Linked DNA regions of Mus musculus: region 1 is linked to region 2. Evidence: chromatin contacts called from public HiChIP or PLAC-seq data. All regions are on one chromosome and are shown on one strand. The core of a region is the stretch at or near the end of the contact, and the rest is flanking DNA. Distances in the headings are between cores, read along the strand shown.

The links. HiChIP or PLAC-seq counts read pairs in DNA pulled down with a chosen protein or histone mark.
Region 1: an H3K27ac HiChIP or PLAC-seq map of the NIH/3T3 cell line shows a contact between it and region 2, with 2.8 times the contacts expected there. The contact joins two enhancer-like sites. A contact is called at or near these places in 1 of 484 Hi-C or Micro-C datasets (cortical neurons) and 1 of 115 datasets of contacts at active chromatin or transcription factors (the NIH/3T3 cell line).

What each region holds. Positions count from the first base shown.
Region 1 is chr1:170,132,871-170,138,287 of GRCm38.p6, reverse strand. No RefSeq gene overlaps it. Among named protein-coding and RNA genes, the nearest start is that of Uap1, 39 kb to the left of the region's middle. Within about 2 kb of position 1,702, at least 104 of the 459 cell types and tissues checked have an H3K27ac peak or open chromatin away from gene starts, as enhancers often do. A contact at or near this core is called in the NIH/3T3 cell line, where this site is marked.
Region 2 is chr1:169,762,123-169,767,139 of GRCm38.p6, reverse strand. No RefSeq gene overlaps it. Among named protein-coding and RNA genes, the nearest start is that of Rgs4, 17 kb to the right of the region's middle. Within about 2 kb of position 2,354, at least 45 of the 459 cell types and tissues checked have an H3K27ac peak or open chromatin away from gene starts, as enhancers often do. A contact at or near this core is called in the NIH/3T3 cell line, where this site is marked.

The DNA of each region.
Region 1 (5,417 bases), core at 453-2,952, 370 kb before region 2:
GACGTTATTCCAAATAGGCAGTGATTAAGAACTGGCAGAAATGAATTCATAGTAGGAAAATAGAATAACAAAGTCCTATAGGAGGGATGGCAACCGAGCAAGGAGCACAGGCATTTGCCAGGGTTTTCAAATACTCTGAACTTGGGCAGTGGTCATGGAGCCATTTAAAGGAAAAAAAAAATCCTAAAACTGAACAGTTAAGATTTGTTATTTTTCGAAGTTCTGCCTCAAGAAGAACATTTTATACCTCATGCAGTTTTGTTTCAAGATATAATTCATTGGTCAAAGATGGGGCTTAAGTAACTTAAAATTTCATTACTAGGATATGGAAGAGTAGGGATTAAAATCCAAGTCTTCTGGCTCTACAGTCTTGTCACATGGTCCAATCCAAACAGCATTCTGAAAATGTTGAGCACAAGCTAAAGTGTTGGAGAGAGGAACAGACAGAAACAGTTGTGTTTTTACAAGGTTTAAGTTCTTTGTGCTGAAGAGGAAATGGAAAGGCTAAGAATCAATTGTTTTTTGTGACTGTCACCATCAATAGTTCAAGGAAGAGGCAAGTTGGCAAACTTTGGCCTCATAGCACAAGAAGAGAGAGGACCAGATGACTGAAGGCAGAGCCATACTTGGGCTACTGTGAAGTAATGAGGATCTTGACAAGGTTATGCAACATCAGCCGAAGACCAATCAATTGTTCCTGGGCCTGGGTGACATTTTCTTGTTATCTGGAAGGTAGGTGTGTGTGTATGTGAGTGTGCATGTGTGTATGTGTGTGCATATGTGTGTGAGTATGTATGTGTGAGTATGTGTGGCAGCAGGGCACTTCTGGGAATACTTAACATTTGAGAGAACAGGACTATATTTAGGCAAATCTAATTGTTTCAAGGGAAAGATTCCTACATTCTTTGAACATGTTTATCTGCTCATAAAAGACATCCTGAAGAGGCGAGCATTTGGCAGCCTGAATCTGGCACAAGTCAGAATGTCATAGTAGAAGAGGGCCTGAGAGCACAAGATCCCATCCAACCCTATTCATTGAGCAATTGGGAAATGCAATAGAAATCTTGATAACTCACATATAGGAGATGGAAAGTCAAACCCTAGAAGAGAAGACACTTGAGAACCCATTCTCACAGATAAGCATATTCAAGTGGAGATGCTCAGAGTACTATTACAATCAGCATTATTGGTCAAAAGCTATCGGGAGAGGGATCGTTACTTGACTGTTTAGTTCTTAAGTATGAACTTAGGTGACAACATCATGTCACAAAAAGATTGGACACATCTGTGGATAGGGACTCCCCCCACCTCCCATAGCCTTCTGAAATCCTCTACAATGTAGTTGCCATTGTCCTTTCCCTCAGGACTTAACCTAGCTCTAATATGCCAAGCTGTTAGGAGGCCTAGTATAAAGAAAACTCGAGGTTAGGATTTTGAGGGTATCAGACCCAGGATGGTGTGCACAACTGTAATTGCAGCCCCTGACAAATGGAGGCAGAAGGAGCTTAAATTCATAGTGAGTTTGGAGTGAGCCTGAAATACATGAAACGCTGCCATGAAGAGACATAAAATATGAGGGTAATAGTCGAAGCCCTGAAGCAGAATATTTTTGGCAGACTTGGTTCCTCACGTCTTCTGACTGTACTATAGACTACTTCCTGTGAGTCAGCTGTCCCCGAGGCCTCGTCTTGGCAGGCCACAGTTCTTTGTGGCTTTTGTGGAAGGGTTATGTCTGAGCAGCAGAGGGCAGTATGAACAAAGGCTGGGATGAAGTAGCAACTCAGCCTTGGTTCAGGAGCTCTGGCTTTGCAGCAATGAATGTCATTATGCATCCTCCCAGAGCTTCCTTCCTAGCCCAACCATCTTGCCCCTGACGCTACAGGTGTGTCTTTCTGTTATTCTTCCCACTTGCAGCAGACCAGAGTACTTAGTTTGAATGATTCATTTTACATATAAGTAACTGAGTTCCAAAAGAAGCCACTCCCTTAAGGATGTGCATCTAGGTAGTAACAGTTCAGACTACATGCTAGATCTGAGCTGGGGTCAGGATTTAGGCGCCAACTGCTTACTAAGATTAATTCAAGCCTAAGTGTGGTTTAAATGGCAGAGATGATAGGTGAAGATGAAGGACGAGACAGAGCTTATGACAGACAGAAATAGCAATAGCAAGGATTCTACAAATTGGTGAGGTTTCTTTTTCAATATATCTTTTCTATATTCCATTTCAACAAAAACCCTTTTCAAAAGAGGGTGCAGGGGGGTGGTGTAGCTCAGTGGTAGAGTGCCTGGACTGCATAGCCCTAGGTTTGAAGACCGACACCCCCCCCAAAAAAAAGAATTAGTAAATTCATTAAAAGTTAATTATAACTTATCATTTAATTGAATGGATCATTTTCTTGCATCTAGACAATTAAATCATGATATAAGAAATTCCAATTTTTTGCCTCAACCAAGTTCAACTTTTCCAAAGTCCGGTTCTCCAGAAATAACTGACCACTTTCCTGTGTGTCTTACACATCTTTCCAACCATCCTCCTCTTTGGAGCCCTGAGCCTCATCCCCGCAAGCTAGGATAGGTGGCATCCTGGTCCTAACCCTACCCAGGGAATTGTTCTCTGCTTAGCAGGGGTATTTCTCTGAGCCAGCTCTCGGGCTTAAAAGGCTTAATATATATGGACTTGTGGTGGATAGTCGCCATTGTCAATGTGATTGGATTTTGGAGTTACCTAGGAGACACACCTTGACCAAGAGAGGACATTTCCAGAGAAGTTTAAAAAAACAAAGACAAACAAACAAACAAACAAAACCATAAACAAAATATCCACCCTGAATCTGGGCAGCACCATACCACCTTTATTTACTTCCTCTGACTCCCTGTGGGTGGCCACTTGGTATGTTCCATTTCCAACTTTATGACCTTTTCATTCATATATATACATATGTATATATGTATGTGTGTGTATACATATACATATATATATATATATATATATACATACACATACATATACACATACATACACCATTGAGTATAATTATTATTGTCCATATGTACCCAGGTATGAGGCTATCCACTGGAGCAACTTACCAGCGGCCATATAAACAAAGGAAAACCACTCTCCCTCTGCCAGCAGCCAGCAGTAGCCAATGGCTTCTCAGCTAGGGGCGGGGGGCCTTGTTTTCCCCATCCCTGGTGGAGTTTTGACTGCCTTGAGCCTGTGCAGACAAACATAGCTAATGGAGTTCACGTGTGCAACTGCTACGTCATGTCCGGAAGACATCTCAAAGCACTCCTGTCCACTCTTACATCCCTTCCACCTTTTCTTCCGCAGTGTTCCCCGAGCCTTGGGCGCATAGGTGATATGGACGTCTCATTGAGAGCCAAGCACTAGCAGTCCTCTATTCTTAGCCCGTCGACTAGTTTTAAGTGTCTGCGTTTATGGCTGCCAGCTACCACAACAAAAATCAAAACCTTCTCTGACCAAGACTGAGAGTAGCCCAGGTCTGTGGGTATGAAAGCGAGTATTTAGGTCATGTAGTCTCCCCATATCTAGGGCATATTGTCTTCACAGCTATGAGTTTTTGACCAGGATACAGTACTGGGGATGAATCCTTTTTTCTTGTGGATCAGAAAGGGATTGGTGACTCTGTAACTGTCAAACTACAATTGCATCCGTGTACACATCTCACCTAAGCAGGCCGGTATTGTAGCCTGCACGGTCCTGTGCTGAGGAAGACCACGGATGTCTTTCTCCCTCTGCTGTCTGCCTAGCCCCTCCTGGCACTCGGAAAGCCAGCAGGGGAAAAGGTTTCCTGGTCAATCTCACTTTGACTCCTTTGTGTCCTGCAACCAAACTGTGTGGTTTCTTCAGTTACAGTGTCTAGATTTATGCCCTGCACCTCTTCAGATAGGTTCTGGGGATCGAATTCGAGTCTTCACACTTTGTACAAACACTTTACCAACCAAGTTTTCTCATCTATGGAATTTTAATTTTGGTTATTTATAGTACCGTTCATCTCTAAGATTTTGCTTAGTTCTTTAAAATTAGCAATTTCTTATTTATAAGACATCGTTCTCAGGCTTGCTCTTAACTATTTGCACTGAGTTTTTTTTTTATTTCTTAGAAAAGATTTATGATGTCTGCTTTAAAGCCTTTTACTAGTAAGCCTGCATTAGGGTTTCCCCAGGATCTATTTTTATCAACTACTTTTTTTCCCTCTTACATAGACTAATTTTCTTGGTCTTGTGTAAGTCATTTAAAAACTACTAGATAATTAAAATAGCACAGCATAGTGACTCTGAAAATCACATTTCTTTTTTCCTCATTGTTACTGACTTAATAGTCTTCATGTTTTGCATGGGTGAACACTAATGTTTCCGTTAGTTGTACTTAGTGGCCAGCTATAAGAGAAACTTTTTTAGATATTTTAAACCAAATGTTGTTTTTCTGCTTTCTGCTGACAGATTCTATGTGAGTGCCAGGGTACATTCTCAACACACTAGTCAGTTTCCTTCCTTCCTTCCTTCCTTCCTTCCTTCCTTCCTTCCTTCCTTCCTTCCTTCCTTCCTTCCTTCCTTCCTCCCTCCCTCCCTTCTTCTCTCTCTCTCTCTCTCTCTTTCTGTCTGTCTGTCTTTCTTTCTTTCTTTCTTTCTTTCTTTCTTTCTTTCTTTCTTTCTTTCTTTCTTTCTTTCTTTCTTTCTCTCTCTTTCAGATGTATTTATTTATTTAATTTATGTGAGTACACTGTAGCTGTCTTCAAACACACCAGAAGAGGGCTTCAGATCTTATTACAGATGGTTGTGAGCCATCATGTGGTTGCTGAGAATTGAACTCAGGACCTCAGGACCTCTGGAGGAACAGTCAGTGCTCTTAACCACTGAGCCATCTCTCCAGCCTCTAGTCAGCTTCTTTTTTTCTCAATTTTTGTTTGCCCAGTATCTTATTGTTAGCCAGAGTTGAGAAAATATACCTTTCTTAGCCACTTATAGGCATACTTATGGGCTTAGTTTGAGTCTTTTAGATCCCTAAGAATGTACTGGGGAACTTTGCAAAGTTCATGTAGGAAATCTAATTTTCTCTTTAAATCATCTTGGCCAGCTCCTTGCTTGCTTTGGTGTGCCATAGGCCACTGCCGTGTTACACCGTTGCCACTGCATACTTTTGATAAACAACCTAAAGATACTGTTTCCTACTGGGTGAAACCTGAGTCAGGTCAAATAAAAGACAACTCTAGAATATAGAGTTTCCAGACGGCTGGCAGATGGGGAAGAAAGATAGAGAGGATGGAAGGTGGTACCTTTTGAAAACCTTCCAAACCTTCTGCTGTCTCTAGAGGTGAATAGGTAGCTATTTTTCACAGATACCATTTTGAGGCTGCTAGTTTGAATCTTTTATTTTAGAGGTTTGGGAACTTGAG
Region 2 (5,017 bases), core at 1,105-3,604:
GATGGACAGATGGAAATTGGAATGATTTAACTTAAACCAAAGAATGGCAAAGATTGAGGAAGTGATATGCCCCTTGAGGCTTCCCACAGAGCATGGACCAGCTGGCATATTGATTTCTGACTTCTAATGTCTATAACCATGACTAAATGGTTGTAAGCCACCTGGGCTCTATCTTATAGCCACATGCTATTATTAGGGTGTAGTTTGAGCTCCACATACTGAAAGTTTTATTCCCAAAGTAGCCATGCTGAGATGGTACCAAAGTACCATTAAAAAGTATATTCCAGGGGAAGAGTTAGGATGGTCTTCTCAGAAGAGATGTCTATTCTTCTCCTAGAGTCGGTTGGATCTTACAAGAGTGAGTGGATTTTCACGAGAGAGAGAGAGAGAGAGAGAGAGAGAGAGAGAGAGAGAGAGAGAGAGAGAGAGAGAGAGCCTGATCTATTTGCAGTGGTAGGCTCCCTGTCTTCTGTGTAATCTCTTATGTTTCTCCCACTGTGACTTCATCCATCTTCTAGAGGCCTTCCAGAGTTTAGTACAGGACATTTGCCAGGATGTGGACCCTTAGAAGTGTCAGCCAAACCTGGAACACTTGTTATAAGAATGTGAAACATACTAAAATGGAGTTCTAGGACATGAGTATTTCCACTTGTCCCTATGTTACTGAAATGTGTGCTGAATTTTGTACAAGTGGAGTCACTTAGCAAAAGGGAACTGAGAAACTTCCTCCATCGGATTGGGGTGTGGATGTGTCTATTGGGACATTTCCTTGATCGATGATTGATTCAGAAGAGCCTTGCCCATTGTGGGCAGTGCCACTCCTGGGAAGGTAGGTGTGGGCTGCACAAGAGTAAGCAAGCCATAGGAAGCAAGCCAGTCAGTTTCTGCTTCAGTTCCTCCTTCAGGTTCCTGCCTCGGCTTCCGTTGATGAGGAATCCATTGGACAAACACTTCTTTCCCAAGTTGCTTTGGCTCGGTATTTATCACAGCAACAGAGAAGCAAAGCAGGGCAGACGAGGAATCCAACTGGTCTTTAGGACAGGATGATCATGACTCTATTTCAATGAAAACCTGAAACCAGTGCTTCAAGGCTCCTTGTCATCTAGAAGACAAAATGGAAGTGACACTGGAGCCTTCTGAGAGCTGGCTTCTGTCTACCTGCTCAGCTTCTTAGGGCCACACCATGTTATGTTAGGTCCTCGGAACTACTCACATCCCTCTTATGCTTTGCACCATCTTTAGGATGCACAGTAACACTGTTCACACTTTTGGAATGCTTGCCTCATCCTGGGTCCGTCTGGAGAGTGCTGTGTACTCTTTGTGACCCAGCTCAAGTGTCGCAACTTTTGCATAGACAAATTTCCCTGGTTCCCCACAAATTCACAGAGTGTACACTGCCATGCCACTGTGTAATAATGCCTACCTGCCTCTCCACTCAAATGGAGGAAAATGCTCAGATCCCTCCTGGCAACAGGCTTGAACTGCAGTCCTGTCCTACCTGCTTGATGACTGGAGAGACATCAGTGAACTAAATTCCATGATATTATCTACTTCTTGAGAAGCCACAGGCTTTGTCTTCATAGATAAACCCCAAAGAACTCCCCATATCCTCTGGATAGGAGAGTTCTTTCTTGTGGGGACAATTTTTAGGATCATCTTCAACTTAAAAGCAACTGATGTTTTGGACAGAAGAGTTCTTTCTAGTGGAGAATATTATCCAGACATTAAGATGGCTAGTCGAACCTTGACCTTGATCAACTACAGGTCAGTTGTAGAGTCCTGGTTGTGACCATGAAAAATGACCTCAGACATTTCTCAGTGTGCTCTCCGAGAAGGGGGTGTGCAAAACACCATAGTTATGAGTAGCTGTCGTAAGAGTGTAGAAACAACAGTCCTAAAAACAGACAAGAGACCACAGTGGGACCAAGGGGATGAGATATTGGATCTCTCATATCAAAATGCATAAGCCTTCTTCAGTAAGACAATGTGGGGTCATAAAAATTGAAGGCTTTGAGCTCATCCAACATTTCGTACGTATTCTGACTCAGTTCTTCAGTAGCCACGTGATTCTGGAATTTGGTTTTAATATGAATGAGTCTCCATTTCTCATGTGTGCTATGAGTACGGATAGCCCCAAGCACCTGACTAAACCCTGGCCCAAAGTGAGTATTCAAAGAACACCAGCTCATTTTTCCTTTTCCTTCATGTCTTTTGGGGGCAGGGGCACAATCTAAAGTATAGGAAGTTTGAAACCTGGAGACATTCTCCCCAGCAACATTCTCCCAGTATGAATAAGCCATTGAGCAGGGGAGTTCTGTATTTCCGGGGCAGAGTCAGTGGGGAGAGTTATGATGGAGGCTGATGGGGTGGGGAGGGATGCCAGGCATTAGAAACAGAAGCAGAGGACCTCTTGGGAGTGTTGGGAAATGACAACATGAGTCAGAGCTGGAACAAGTAACACTGGGATGTGTTTCAATTTAATTTAAAAAAAAAATAAAGCAAGGTACGGCAAACACTGTTCTCCCAGCACACACTCATAGTCCCTGACAGACGCAGTCGGAGGCTGTGCGTGTCTTGCCGTCCCCCATATTCTTTTATTTCGTTGCATATGTGTTCAGTGGGAATCTGCCATATGGCACAAGCTAGTAATGGAGTTTGGAGGACAAGTGCTAATCAAAGACACTTCCCCTGTGGGACCCACATAATACACACACACACACACACACACACACACACACACACACACACAGTCTGCCTTATTAGCAGGCCTCTGAGCACTGGGCACAATGAAATGGTAATCACTGGAAAATGACTGCATGAAACACCGACTCTCTGCTCTACTTACCTAATTACTCTGCCCTTGAGATATTTTTGTTTGAAGCCACTAAGAGAAGAGTAGTGTTGCCATAACAACCTGCTGTTGGATGCTGTTTGGTATCTCAAAGCAGATTAAATCATCCGCAGTCCCCATCAATGATGCTCCAGTGGCATAATTTCTAAAAGGCTGGTCCATTTTTCTGCTTGATTTTTCTATCAAGTAGAAATGATGCTGGCCATTCATTGAATGGCCACTGCTGCTAGCACAGTCCCTGAGGTCTCCGTATGTCTCTAGTCAGGTTACACAGGTCATAATTCAGAGAGGGGCTGTGATATCATGGGACTCCAGTATCAATAACTGACAGGTTTTTCCAATAGGCCCTTTCTCGATCTCCTTTTCTTGTTCTCAGTTTTCTTATCTGGAAAATGGGCTCAAGATTCTTTCCTTTCTCTCCCCTAGTTTGGCATGATGTAGGGACTGCAAGAGACTGTGTATTGAGAGCTCCTGGGGACTGGGGTGCGGCAGTGCAGAGGAGGTGGATTTTGTGAACCACTAAGACATGGTCCTTACATGCTTCCTGATTCTTGGGGTTTATAAAGCTCCTCCGCACCAACTCGATTGCAATCTTCAATACAAGCCAGCCTCTGGTTACGATATAGACAGAATTCTGATCTATAGAGGAAAACTTCACACGGAATAAGAATTGCCAGGTTGGTATCTTGGAAAATCCGTTGGAAACAGTGTGCTTCCTTTTAAAGGATTCTCCAATAGCAAATTCATCTTCGTTTCTTTCCCAAAGGGGAACAGAGTGAGACTCTCTTGATAAAAGTATGAAATCCTCTCAGAGCCTGAGAGGACTATACGGGGCCGTTGCTGAAGACTGCATTGTAGACGCTGTCTCTGTGTTCCCAAGTCTCGGGAGGCTGGAGAGAAGCGGGCGCTCAGCACATGCCTGCTCTGTTGGTGGACAGTCACGGTGAGGAAGAGGAAGGCTGGCAGGTGTCAAGGCTCACCAAGGCTTGGCCAGGCGCTGCTGAACTTGAATGGAGACTCTGGCATACACATAGGGTGGGAAACTCATTTCTGTCCTTGCCAACGTTCTACCCTCCCATCCCACATCTTAGCCAGCACAGCAGGCTAGAAGAAGAAGACAAAAATGATTAAATAGTCCTGAGGTGAATAATGTCCAGCTCTGGGTTTGTAAAATGAATGACTCTCCTGGAATCAGTATAGAGCCTGAGCTTGAAACCACGGGTAACTCTGATGTCCCAAAGAAGACATTGAGGGCTTCTGCCTCATCCTGAGCCACCCCTCTCCCTTTTCCACAGCATTACTTACACAATAGATCTATATTTTGGACCATGTCTTTACGATAGCTGTGATTTTTTTTTTTTACCCCTGTCCTTAGAATGGGAAGCTGAGCAAATATAGTTAATAATTATTATGGCCTCATTTTCCAAATTACTTGAAATTGAAAATGGAAAAAAAGATATGTGCTATCCAAAAATCTTTCTAAAGTGCATTAGTCTACTTTCTGCCTTGAGGCGGGTTGGGGTGGGGGTGCAGAAAGCACAATTTAATCTTATGACTCAGCGGCAAAAGGCAGCAGTAAAGGAACACAGTTCCTTTTGTTGATGCAGAAGTAGGGTTTCTGGAGGATGGAGGAGGGCTCTGATGCAGCTTGGGACAATTTATTACTGGCTTTAGGTACTGCTCTAGAAGTTTGAAAAAAAAAACAACTAGATTTCTACTGTGTTTCTCCTATGACCTTGCTCCCTCTCAAAATTTAACAATAAAACAAAATGTAAAAGTTGATCAACAAAAGTTGATCAGGTCTAGCAATGGAGGCTGTAGCCACTCCCTGTCCCTCTTCAGGACAACCAGCACAATCAATACTACTTACTTATTGTATCCAAAGAAAGCAACCCCATACTGGAGTACCTCAAAGTGGCCCTGTTAAGACAAGCTTACAGGGTATCCTGAGGTATGCTTTCAATCACTCTGTTTATTCTAGACCTACCTGCTTCCTCCTGCTCCTGCTCCTGCTCCTGCTCCTGCTCCTGCTCCTGCTCCTGCTCCTGCTCCTGCTCCTGCTCCTGCTCCTGCTCCTCCTCCTCCTCCTCCTCCTCCTCCTCCTCCTCCTCCTCCTCCTCCTCCTCCTCTCCAGAGTCCTTTGGAAAGGTCATAATTCCAGGAATA